2 separate regions of the Mus musculus genome follow, and region 2 is linked to region 1. The links are chromatin contacts, called in public HiChIP or PLAC-seq maps. All regions are on one chromosome and are shown on one strand. The core of a region is the stretch at or near the end of the contact, and the rest is flanking DNA. Distances in the headings are between cores, read along the strand shown. Region 1 overlaps Cracr2a (calcium release activated channel regulator 2A). Region 2 overlaps Gm40402 (a long non-coding RNA gene).

Evidence for each region. HiChIP or PLAC-seq counts read pairs in DNA pulled down with a chosen protein or histone mark.
Region 2: a RAD21 HiChIP or PLAC-seq map of pro-B cells shows a contact between it and region 1, with 4 times the contacts expected there. The contact joins two enhancer-like sites.

What each region holds. Positions count from the first base shown.
Region 1 is chr6:127,606,479-127,612,813 of GRCm38.p6, forward strand. Cracr2a (calcium release activated channel regulator 2A) reads left to right here. Exons shown (of 19, transcript NM_001368877.1): 4 at 712-823; 5 at 2,085-2,268; 6 at 4,908-5,054. Among named protein-coding and RNA genes, the nearest start is that of Cracr2a, 48 kb to the left of the region's middle. Within about 2 kb of position 2,958, at least 7 of the 459 cell types and tissues checked have an H3K27ac peak or open chromatin away from gene starts, as enhancers often do. A contact at or near this core is called in pro-B cells, where this site is marked.
Region 2 is chr6:127,808,199-127,814,533 of GRCm38.p6, forward strand. It overlaps Gm40402 (a long non-coding RNA gene), which reads left to right. Exons shown (of 3, transcript XR_001785370.2): 3 at 3,534-6,110. All of the region lies in intron 1 of Gm38902 (a long non-coding RNA gene), which reads right to left. Among named protein-coding and RNA genes, the nearest start is that of Gm38902, 7.2 kb to the right of the region's middle. Within about 2 kb of position 3,368, at least 4 of the 459 cell types and tissues checked have an H3K27ac peak or open chromatin away from gene starts, as enhancers often do. A contact at or near this core is called in pro-B cells, where this site is marked.

The DNA.
Region 1 (6,335 bases), core at 1,708-4,207:
CTCTGTCCTTTCCTACTACTTTTTAATTTGGGGGTAGGGGGCACAGGACAATCACCAGGAGTCAAACTTGGGTCCTTGTGTAGACTACACAAGTTCTTTACCACTCAACTACATCATCAGCCCTGTTTTTACCTTTTATTTTGAAACAGTCTCAGCAAATTACCCAGGCTGGCCTTGAACTTGGGATCCTCCTGCCTCAACCTCCCTGGTGACTAGGATTCCAGGCCTGTACCACCAGGCTCCACCCACCCTCCTGCTTTGGTTGAGTGGTTTCCAGATGCCAGGTTTTGTGTCTGAGCCCTTCTCACCTGTGGCCTCATGTAACTTCAGAACACTGCATCCTCTAGTCATTTACCTAGAGCGAGTCAGGCCTGGATAGCACTGGTTCTTGACAGCACTAAGGGTGCCTGCTTTGAAGTCAGAGCTGGGTTTGACCTTTTTGGGTATATGACCCTGGGACTGGCAATTTACCTTTAAACTTCATTTTAAAAATAGGAATAGTAGTATCTACCTCAGAGGCATATTATGAGAATTAAATGCTAATAGATACACACATATGGTTCTTTACAAATCACATAGAAAATTGTTGGATGCATTAGTTGGCACCCAACAAAGGATTTCTGCACTAATAGGGTAAGGAAGAGGTCACTCCAAGCTCTAGGCCCCCATGACCATCAACATGTGGACAGATGCTGTCTGGATTGTTTTCAGAGGCTGCATCAGGAGTTGCCCCTAAGTCTAGAAGAATTGGAAGATGTGTTTGACGCCCTGGATGCTGATGGCAATGGCTTTCTGACCCCAGAAGAGTTCACCACTGGATTTAGTAAGTTCTGGTGGGTGCTGGGGACCCAGGGCTGGGAGCCTCCCTGCAGCTGTGTAAGGTGGTTTCCTGTTCCCTTCAGCACATTTGGATTGTCTCCAGAGCTTTTCTGCTTTTCCTTTGTGGGTGAAGAGCCTGGGGTTAAGAGGGAGTAGATTATTGGGCTCTTCTCATGTGCCCACCTTGACTGTTCATACCACGGCATCCTCTGTGCCCATGGACTGTCACTGCTAGGACTCCCACATGGGAGCTCAGACAGCTCCAGCAGGTTTGGCACCAGCAGGAGACTGTGTCAGGATTTAAGCCACTTTCCTGCTTTGAGAGACAAAATAAGAAAACAAAAATGTTGTGCTAACTGGATAGCCCAGCCTAAGTCTGGCTGAGTATTTTGAGCTTAGAGTCTTTTGCATTTAGAGGCAGCAGATATCAGAGAAACTTCTAGATTTGAATAGCACTGTCATTCTTAAGGTCACAAGCAGGAAAGAGAACTAAAGAATACAGATTCTACCCTCAGATGAGGTCAACCAGTAGGCTAATTTCCCCGTTTATCTGCCGCCTGCAAAGGGTGGTGTGATTTTCTTAAACATATCAGATGTCTTTCCTGACCCTTTCCTGGAACTTACTATTGATGTGAGGGGATAGGACAGTTTGCTGCCTTGCCAGCCAGTGTGAATATAGAGAAAGTTGCCAGTATGTATGAGGTGGTGCTCTTAGTGGAGATGCCAAGGCGAACTGCTGGCAAATGTTGGAAGGAACGACCTTACTGCTTATCACAGAAGCAAAAAGTCAGCCTCCTCCTCCTCCTCCTCCTCCTCCTCCTCCTCCTCTTCCTCCTCATCTTTTCCTTTTTCTTCTCCTTCTCCTTCTCCTTCTCCTTCTCCTTCTTCTTCTTCTTCTTCTTCTTCTTCTTCTTCTTATTATTATTATTATTATTATTATTATTATTATTTGATAATAGTAATGGAGATTGAACCTAGGCCCCCGCTAGGCAAATGCTCTACCACTGAGCTACAGCCTTCAAGGACACATGTTCTACATGCATTTCAGAGATCCACTAAGGATCTCTGAAAAGGACATCTCTATCAGAATGCAAGTGGGCGATCAAAGAACACAAACCAGACTCAGTGTCCACAGATCTTTGCTGTAGAGGGATCCCCTTTTGCTTCTCTAGGGCAAATCTCTAATGAATCCCTGAGACAGCGGAAGCCAAGTCCTCCCTGGGCTGAGGATGTCTGATTTATGTTCTTGCTCTCTACTCTCCTAGGTCACTTCTTCTTCAGTCAAAATATCCAAGGAGAGGAAGAAGCTGACCAGCAGGTGGCCCAGCTCCAAGAGGAGAAAGTGTATCAGTCTAGAGGGGAGGAGGATGTGGGAGACATGGACCATGATGAAGAAGCACAATTTCAGATGCTGATGGACAGACTTGGAGCCCAGAAAGTTCTGGAAGAGTAAGTCACACTGAGCACCATACTTCCCTACTCACTGTCTGCCATGCTCTCCACTGTCCTCACTTCCTGCTGTTCATTCTCAGCATCTCCGACCTTGGATCGGCTCACCCTGGAGAGGATGCCCCTCATTGGAGGCAGCTTGGATGTGTGTTCATGAAAGATGGCATCATAGGGTTTCTATTGCCATGAAGAGACATCACAACCGTGGAAACTCACATAAAGAAAATGATTTAATTTGGGGTGGCTTACAGTTCAGAGGTTTAGTCTGTAATTGTCATTGAGGGAAACATGGTGGCATGCAGGCAGACAAGATGCCAGAGAAGGAGCTGAGAGTTCTATATCATGATCCACAGGAAAAGAGCTGGCTTGAGCTTCTGAGACCTAAAAACCCACTCCCTGGTCATGTACCTCCTCCAAAACAAAACAAAACAACACACTTACTCCAAGGCTACACCTCCTATCAGTATCTAATAGAACCTGGGAGCCTATGGGGGCCACTTTTTCCCAAATCACCACAAGTGGGAATGGTTTAATGATTGGAGGTGATCCTGCAAGATCAGCAGAAAAGAACCTTGATCACAACATGGGTGAGAATTTCTGGCAAAAGAGTTTGTTGGGCAGGAAGGAGCCAGGCCAAGCCCCAGGAGAGGGTCTACTGCTGGTGGATGTTAGTGGGTAGGAAGTGAAACTTGCCATCATCAGTAGGGCAGAAATGGCAACTGTGAATAGGCCTAGAATATTACTCAGGACAGAGAAGGGAGAGACATAGGCAGTCATTGGGGAAGCTCATTAGTCATACTTGTGACTCAACTTCAGCCAGGTACCACTGCCAGAGATACCATGAAGCCCCCCGCTGCAAGAAAATAATGGAGAGGGCACTGCCAAAAGCAGGACACTGTCAGAAATGGCAGGGACTGTCAGCCACCTTGTTGAAGGGGTCTTTGGTCATTCAGTGCTCACTGGATGTCACAGTGAGGGACATGTCAAACACCTGTGTAGTACTGAGATAAAATAATACATCTGGAAGTTGGTTTCTAGAACAGCATGTGAGGGCCATCACAGAAGATGGCAAGGTTCCCAGCCTCACTAATGTGGGCTCACCCTGTAACCTGAGAAACCTGTTCATGACAGAACCACAGATAAACACAGCAGGTTGAAATGGCTTCCAAGCTGCCTTCTACTCATCAGAGGGATGTGGGTTTTTCTGAAGTAGAGAGATAACCTCCTTGGGCCTCTCTCACCTACACTGCTTGGGGGTTCCACAAGGGGTAGCTTCCAGAAGTGAGCATCCAGACCCACAACTTTTCTTGGAGATCTGATGGAATGATTTTGCCAATTAGTGAGTTATGACATTTCACTGAGAGTTGAAAAACTTGACCTGTCTCAGTTACTTTGATGTTGCTGTGGCCTGATAAAAACAGCTAAAGGGAAGGAAGATTGATTTTGCCTGAGGGTTTTCAGGCCATCATGGCCAGGAAGGCATGGATGGAGGACTGATGAATAGATTAGCGGATGGGTAATCGATTGGATGGCCTCAGTGAATAGGTAGACGTTTGAATGGGCTAGAAGCAAGAAAGGATGGAAAGGAAGGATGAAGGAGAAGGAGAGAGGCAAAGAGAGAGGGAAGGAGAGGGAAAGAAGTGAGTGAATTCAGCCAGCAGAGGTTGCTTCTGTCGGATGCAGAGTCATGTCTATGCCACGAGACACTATTAGCATGACCTGACACAACATCACTTCTGAGCAAAGCTTCTGAAATACAGTATTTACAATGGCCAGAAGAATTTTCTCCTTTATCCGGGGAGTCCCTGGCTCTGCCCTCTGATCATATTGGCTGTAGGACTTAGTGGGGGATGAGTCAGATTTGTGTTTCACATACTTCAATCATGGCTGTAGATGTTCGAGTGTAGCTCTCCACATTCTTCTCTCGGTGGCAAGGGTCATCATGGCTTGTCTCTCTGCTGCTCCTGCAGGTATGGGTTCACCCCCACATGCCTGTTTCTGAGTGATTCTCCTGACCTGTCACTCTGTACCTGCACACCTCTGAGTCTGGCTTGCCACTGTCTGTGTCTCCATGTCCTTCAGACTTGCCCTTTCCCCTGCCAGTGCTCCCAGTGACACCAGGCCCCAGGGGGTGCTGCTGCACATTTGCCTCCCTTCACAGCAGCGACAGGCGCATCCATAAAACAGCATGTCTAACTCTCAACAGTGAGGATATCCTTCCCAGGGGCGACCATCTCTCTCCAGCATCTTGGTGTTGGCTCTACCCAAGCATCTCCATCCTCCTCGCAGCATTGAGATGCTGGCAAGTGCATTGCCAGGCGTGCTTAATGCAGCAAGTCCAATAGGAGCATCACAGAGGAAGGAAGCAGCAGAATGAGAGACCAGCAGAGGAGTCAGGCTGCCGGGCCCCCACTCTGGCATTGCACCAGGGAATGGTCCTGGCACGATGCGTCTGCCTCCCAGGTCACGGTGGGGATGGAGGGAGGCAGTATGCAGAAAGCACTCCGTGCCATAAACTTCGGTCATCCAAGGTGATGAGGATGAGGTTTGCAGCCTTCTGCTGCCCCGTCTGGAACCCCCATGTCTTCCCCAGAGCCTCACTTACCCACTCCCCACTAATGTTTCTCCTTTCCTCACAGTGAAAGTGACGTCAGGCAGCTGTGGCTGCAGCTGAGGAAGGACGAGCCCCACCTGCTGTCCAACTTCGAAGACCTCCTCACCACAATTTTTGCTCAGCTCCAAGAAGCCCATGAGCAGAAGAACGAACTGGAATGTGCCCTCAGAAAGTAGGTGCCCGTGTCCGCCTGCGTGCGCTGTGCACTCTCTCCTGTCTTTTCCGTAGGCTCACTATAGTATGTTTCTTTGACACTATGTCCCAAAGGGGGTCAGAGTGCTATGACCAGCATGGCATACCTGCTTTTCAGTCACAGCTCACCCTTATTAAGCATCCTCTGTCTGCTAGAAGCTATTCTGAATACTATGTATGTATATGTGTATATATGAATGTATGTATGTATGTATGTATGTAGCTATGTATGTATGTATGTTTGATGGGGACTCTCAAATATTACCCACATTTACAGATGACAAATAAGGTTCAGAAAGTAACATGCCCAAGAATACATAGCTTGTAAGTGTCAGAGACATGATTCAGAGGTAGCTAACCCAGAGCCCTGGACAGGAAGGGAGAACAAACAGCCCACCTGCCTGTACGCAGTAAAGCCATACATAGCATGACAGGCTTCTCCCAGCTCCCAGCATCCCTTGCTTTGCGGAATCAGTATATCTGCAAGGGCTATCCTCCCATCTCAGTAGCCTCTTTGTCACCATGGTGTGTCAGAAGACAGGGCCAAGATCTCTAAGGAACTGCTGCCAATCTGAACCAATATCCACACAGGCAAATAGATCAGATCAGAAGCAGCCTGTGGAGGTGGAGCCCCTCCGGAGTACTAGCATGTGCTCAGGATGCTGCCCTGGTTCCTCCTGGCCATCTCACATGCACTTACACAGTGAGCTGGTATTTGGGAATGTGGACTTGTCTATGGGGTAACGAAGGGTGGTCAGTCACCCTAAGGGGAGGCTAAAACCCAAGGTAGAGCAGGCAGACCAGGAGTGTACCCTCATAAAACACCTCATGCCCCCTGTGTGCTCTTGTTCAGGCCTAGACTGGCTCACATTCTCTGTGACTCCCCATTGAGCTGTCTTTCTTTCTGGGCAGTTCTGCAGAGTACCTGCCCAGTGACATACTTCTTGTCAGAGTTACAAGTCCGTGGGCCCCTCCTTGCGTGTGTGCTGCTGGGTAGAGTGGAGTCTACATACCATGCCACACCTTTATTATCTTGTGCCTTCCCAAGCTAACTTTCAAAATAACCACCAAGGGGAGAGCTAGGTATAGGGGAAAAGCATGAGAACTCTGCCTGCTTCATCGAGTGTAAGTTGTGCAGAAGGATACCCAGTGGCTAGAAGATTGTTAATAGCATTTTAGGGCAGCCCACAAGGCATGAAGGAAGGAATAGATGGGAAGGAGACTTGGAATCAGACAGAAAGCAGCTTGGATCTTGGTTCTG
Region 2 (6,335 bases), core at 2,118-4,617, 200 kb after region 1:
TATGATGCTAATACTGGTGAGTTCCACTCAGCCTAAACATCAGGGTACCTTGCTTTGAGTTCCTGCGGGTAGCCTGAGGATAGGTCTTCCTTTCTTGTGACCAAGTCCTCGTATAAGAAGTACTCCTTGGTGGAGGACAGGTGACCAGAATACTGGTAGGGGCTTGGCCTGAGTCCAGAGTTAGACTGGCCAAATCTTTCCCCCAAAGAGATGGTGACTCTGGGTTTTTGTAATAGGTCCCTTCTTGATCAGTGGGTCTGAGCAGTCTGGCATAATGAGAATATCTCACGGTATCTTGTCCCTAGTTCTACTGTTCTACAGGTTGTCTATGAAAATAAGCCATTTGGCCTATTGCTCCTTGGACTGCTGTCTTCCAGATTACAGAGCTACAGATTACTAGGGATCCTGTTAAAACAGGAGTGTGCTGTTTAGTGTCTATTACAAAGTTGATGGACTTGCCCCCTATTCTCACTCTCATCCTGGGCTCCTAAGGGCTAAGTCACGTGGAGGCCTGGCCCCATCCGATTTCAGCTAGCTGTAGGATTGGGCAGCTCGCCTTCTCTTTCTTTCCTGCTAGGGCATTCCTTCTTGCAGTGGGCCTTCTGCTTACAATAGGCAGACTGGTTCTTTCCCCTTTCTCCTGGTCTAGCTCCCCTATTTCCTCTCTTGTCTGTTTCCCTGAGGGCAGTGATCACCACCCAGAAGAGTTTCTTTCCCTGTCCTCAGCTGAATCTCAGCTGTGGTAAACTTTGAAGAGTTTTCAAAGTTGAGAGCCATTCATTCCTCCAAATTCCTCTAATTTCTGGAGTTTTCTCTTTATGTCTGGCTGACTGCATAACAAAGGCAGTATTAGTGGCTCTCTAGTCTCTGGGGTAGGGGTATCTAGGTCTATGTGGGTAAGTACTTGCTGTACTTCACAGAACCTTTCCAGAAATCCAGTGGGTGATTCAGCGGGTCCTTGAGTAACTGACTTACCTTGGGTAAGTTGGTAGATTTTCTGACTTCTACATTTAACCCTCCCAATAAAGTTTGGTGAAAAGTATCCAGTGCCCCTTATCTGCATGAATATTAAGATCACAAAAAGGTCAAATAAAGGGAAAGGTTTGCTCTGTCCGGGCCTCTGCATCTGGAAGTGTCCTGTTGCCCAACCCCAGAGCCAACTTTCTACTTTCTCGCTCCTCTGCTTCCTTCAGGGTGGCCAGGAGGTGCTGACAGTCATCCCAAGTCAACTGGCTTGTATAGACAACAGTCTCTTAACAGACCAATGAGGACATGTGGCTTCTAGGAAAAAGAGAGGCTTGTGGGTCTTCCAATTATAATGAATCATTGGTGGAGAAGGGAACATACCCCATAAATAGAGTCAGGGGACCTTTCCCTGTTTCCTCATCTTCCTCTTATGTGTAATAGGGTCCCAGTTCTTCCTTCAATGGGAGAAAGAACAATGGTCACGCAGCCTCAGACAAAGCCTGCCTGACCTCCCCATAGGCAGAGCTGCTCCTTGTGCACAGCGGACAGAAGGATCGGTAGTAGTAGAATTGGCCCTCTGTCCTCCCTGCTGCGGAGAACAATTTCCTCAAGAGCTCTTGAATTTCCCACTGGTCCACTCAGAATATAAATAAGAGATGTACGTCTATCTCTTTGGGTGGAGCAGGGGAAACCTTTAGTACTTTCTGCTTCTCTGAGTATTCTGGCCTGATCAATAGGAACCCTGACTCCCAAGGAAAGAGAATAAGTCTTCAACCATGGGGTTGGATGAAGGAAAAAGGTTGCCGATCTAAAGATTCCTCAGGCAGCCATCCTCCTTCAAAAGAGGGCCACTCAAGTTCACAAAGAGGGTGGAGTCTTACTGGAGATAAATGAACACTATCATTGTCCCCAGGCAAGAAGCCCTTTCAAGAGTTTTTAACATATATTTTAGAGGGGTCCTTGGGAAGCTCCCTTGATTCTCCTATGGCAAAGGCGAGTGACAAACTGACTTAAAAAGACAGGGACAATGCAGATACAAATAACAGCCACCAGATAAGTCAGACAAATGCAGGTAACCAGCTACCAAACATTCATCTGTCCAATAGACCAGGGGGCTCCAGTGATGTCTCACAAGGACCCCTGACATGGGATCTACAGTTTCACCAAATCTTTCCTCTTGTGTCCTAGTCAGATGGTGCTTCCACAGACTAAACTTAATCTCCAGAGGTGTTCAGAGTAGATGACTTTCAATTTGCCTTTTTGGGTGGTACTGTTGGTTGCCTCCAGCATGATTATCAATGGTTGGTTGTGGGGATTTGGGTTATACACAGACAGTCTGGTCTCCAGTCGAGTTGAGGTTTGAACCCCGGTAAAACCTGGTGGTGGTAATTCCCAACTACATGGGACGGAAGGCGGTCCCTCGTGTCTCCTGGACCCCTGGCTCCTGTTGAAGTTACCGCTCCCACAGTCCCCACAAGAGAAGCATGTGGCTAGTAGTCATGTAGACAATGTCCCAAGCTTCTGACCTTCAGGCTAGACTCCTCCCAGTTACCTAGCAACAACAAGATAACACAGCCCATTATAAGAGGGGCTGCTTAGCCCCACCTCGATCTCTCCCTCTCACTCTCTCCTTGCTCTCTTACTCTCTCTCCTTGTCCTCTCCCCCTTACTCTCTAAACTCTTACTCTCTAGCCTCTTACTCTCTAGCCTTTCCTCTCTCTCTTTTCCCCTTCCCTCCTTTCTCCCTGCCTTTCTACAATAAAGCTCTAAAACCATAGACTGTCTCTGTTCATCAAGGACCAGACTAAAGACTCTGGCCTGCATGGGAATCTCTCTCCCTCTGCCCTCTTCCTGTATCTCTGGGGCCAAGAGTGTCACCCTGGGGCCCCTATTCTGTTCTTGTGTCCTCTGCTATACCCAGTGTAGGATGCAGGAGATTGAGACAGGGGCTGGTACAGGGGCTGCCCCTTGTCTACCCCACCCCCCCCCGGCCGAGTGGGGTCAGTGGCTTCACTCAGCCAGATGCCCACCCGGGGCCAAGTGGAAAGCATCCTGCAGTCCTCCCGAGTCCACCTGCCCAGAGCACAGGAACTCTGGCCGGACATGGGCTCTCCCTGTCCCCTCTTCCCCTACACCCACAGCCCCACAGTTGGTCAAGAGAGGATTTTGCTGGAGACCTGGAATGTCTCAGGATATGCAATGTCTAGGAGCCCTCCTCAGCTGGAACACTCTTCTGCTCCTGGGGGTCCCGAGGCCTCTAAGTGCCAGAGTCCAGTCTCTGAAGATTTCAGTGGGGCCTTCAAAATGCTACAGAGAACTCACCAGAGATGGTTACTCAGACACACTGTGTAGCCAAGCTTGGACTGCATTCTGGTATTCAGGACCCAAAGTATAGAGCTGACTGTTTAGAGTAAGGAGATTTTAAAGGCAAAAACCACATCCTGTTATCTCATTGGGCAGCTGCATTGGGGAGGTTTTGTGCAAGCGGGAAATTTAACAGAAGACAAAATAGATTAGTTGAGAATTTTGACCTTGGTTGCAGAAAAGAGTTGGGTAATTTTCCACAGGACTTTCCATCAAGAAGATTAGATTCCAGTCAAACCTAAAATGGCTTCAGCAAGAATAAAAGATGGAGGAACCTCTGCACTCTCTTGCCCTGAAACAATACAAAACTATAAGAAGCCAAAGTATGAGGGCACCAGGTATAACAGACATGTTGGGGTTTGTCCACATGACAAAATACGCAGTAGTCTGCTTCTCCTCTCCAGATCCCTGACCTACAACTAACTATTTGAACTGGCCACCAGGCATATATGGTATACCTTGAAAATGATTGTCCATGAGAAAGAGTGAATACAATAAATATGGAAGTTGGGTTTCTCAGGCTGGGGACATACCTTGAGGAGAGAGAGGTACGGGTGCTTGATCCCAAACCTTAATAAACCGAGTTTAATTCCTAAGACCCACACAGTGGAAGGAGAGAACCTATCCCTGCAGGTTGTCCTCTTGATACATATGCACCCACATGTGTACACGTGCACCCACTCATGCATACACACAAACTGTTAAGCGTGTTATGTGGGTGGGGCAGGCTGGAGAGATGGCTCAGTGGTTAAGAGTGCTTGCTGCTCTTACAGAGCATCCCACCATGTCAGCTGGTTCCATGTCTGCTGTTTCACAACTACCTGTAACTCCAGCCTCAAGGGATCTGATGCTCTCTTCTGACCTCTGACCTCCTCAAGCATCCACACAGCGTGGCATACAGATCCATGGACCTACCCAAAGAGATAAGCAAATAAAAATAAGTTCAGTTTCTCTTATTATACTCTATTTCCTTCTGGTGCCAGGGAATGGAAGTCAGAGCCTTATGCTTGCCAGGCCAGTTCTCTCTGGCTGACTAGACCCCAGCTGTAAAATTTTTAAAATAAAAATAAAAATACCACTTGTTGAGTTTTGGTGTAGTAAATAAGAATCACTGCACTAATTTTCAAAAAGTTATCAAAACACTATTATCTCTCCCTTTTCAAGTGTGCATCGCTGGAAAACTGAAGTTAAATTGCATGCTTCAGCCAGAACAAGCTCAAGACAGAAGCACGTGTAAAAGCCACGTGTCGTCTCTCAATTGAGGCATTTAAAATATTTACGAAATAATCAAACAGTTTCTCCCATCTGATGTGATGCTCTCTCCCTCCTCCTGCCCCAGGGACGTTGGGCAACCCTTTGGTTGTCCCCTGAGATCCAGGAGGAGGGTTTGCTGCTCACTTGTGCAGAGAGGTGGCCCTGCACCTGGGGCCTCGCAGAACAAGAAATACCTTGTCAAAACTTCAGCCCTGCAGAGGTAGAAGGACATCCTGATGAAAACTGACCCCTCCCCCAACACCCTTCTTGTTCAGTGTGTGTTCAAATATATAGGAGTATGCAACAGGATTCTCTTTAAATAACTTCACAGTTTAAAAACAAGTCACTATTTGAAAGTGTAATGTCAGTGGGTATAACCCACATAAACAAAAGCTCTTTGGGGGTTCTCAATATTTTTTTTAAGAGCTGAAGGGATCCCAAGACTAAAAAGTTCAAGAAATTCTTAAAACTTATGGAGACTATAGATTACATGATGACACCTATTGAATGGCTCTTACACACCAGCCAGGTTAAAAACAAGGTGTTCACAGCAGGCATGACAATGAGTGACATGTGGCTTCCTCAGAAGGAGGTACACTGGCCAATAAAGAGCTCAGATCCAGAGGCAAAGTGTGCCAATCCAACTATCTCTTGGATGCTCCACCTGAGCAGACACATCCGCCAAGAAAAGTCACCTGCGGTTCCCAAGAGAGCTACTGTCTAGAAGGGACAAGGGACAAAGGACACAATGAACATTTCCATTCAAATGGAACTGTATATGGAACTGGAATGTGAAACCCGGAAAGTGCCTTCTCAGGAGGAGGGACAAGGAGGAGGATGAGGATGCCCTTAGGGCCCAATGTGACACCAAAGCTGAGTCTTGAAGGATGAGTAGGGATTTGGTCACTTAAGAAGAGCAAGGCATTTCAGGAGATAACTGGGGTCAACTGTGCCTTGGGCAAAGGCCCAGAAGCATAAAATCACATGGTGTATTTGAGGTGGTTATAAAAGGGTATAAAAGCGAAGATGAAAGGCAGTCTGTGCTGGCTAAAGAAACTCCGATTGGTGCTGGGCATCCATCTTCATACCCGTCAATCATTTGTCTCTGACTGCAGTCCTGGAAGATAAGTTCCCAGTAACCCTAGATCAGTGACCCCACTCCACTCCAAAAACAGTACAGCTGTGACTATCCACTTGTTATGACTAACTGCTCTCCCCCGCCCCCCCCCCCCCCCCGCCACACACACACACAATTGTTTTGAGTTGCCTTAACCACGTGGCAGAACAGAATAGTTTTTGCTTGCTTGCATAGATATTGAAGGTCTTCATGTGTTGGGCTTTAAAAGTCCCTCCCCAGACCCTTCCTTCCTTCAGAGCAATCTCAAATCTGGCTCGGAGTCTGTTCCCTCTTTTAATTGTAAATGGATTGAGTCTGTAGTCTTTTACAAGGGGTCACAAACTCCATAACAAGATGAAGTATATACCACCCAACAAAATAGTCTCCAGTAGAAGCAAAAAAAAAAAAATTAAAGAAATAGAAGCTTTGAGTTAATAAACCTCTTCTGTCTTTAGAAGCAGCTGGACTGACTCCTGACTTCCCACCCTGGGGCAGCATGAAAGGGTCCCTGCCCTCCCTCTGGTAGGCTTCCTTGTCTTTACACTAGCGCTTTCTCTGACTCGGGTGCAGTCGGGTGGTGCTGATGGTAGTAGCTGAAGTTCCTTCGGACCAGAGAAGGAGAACAGAAATGGCC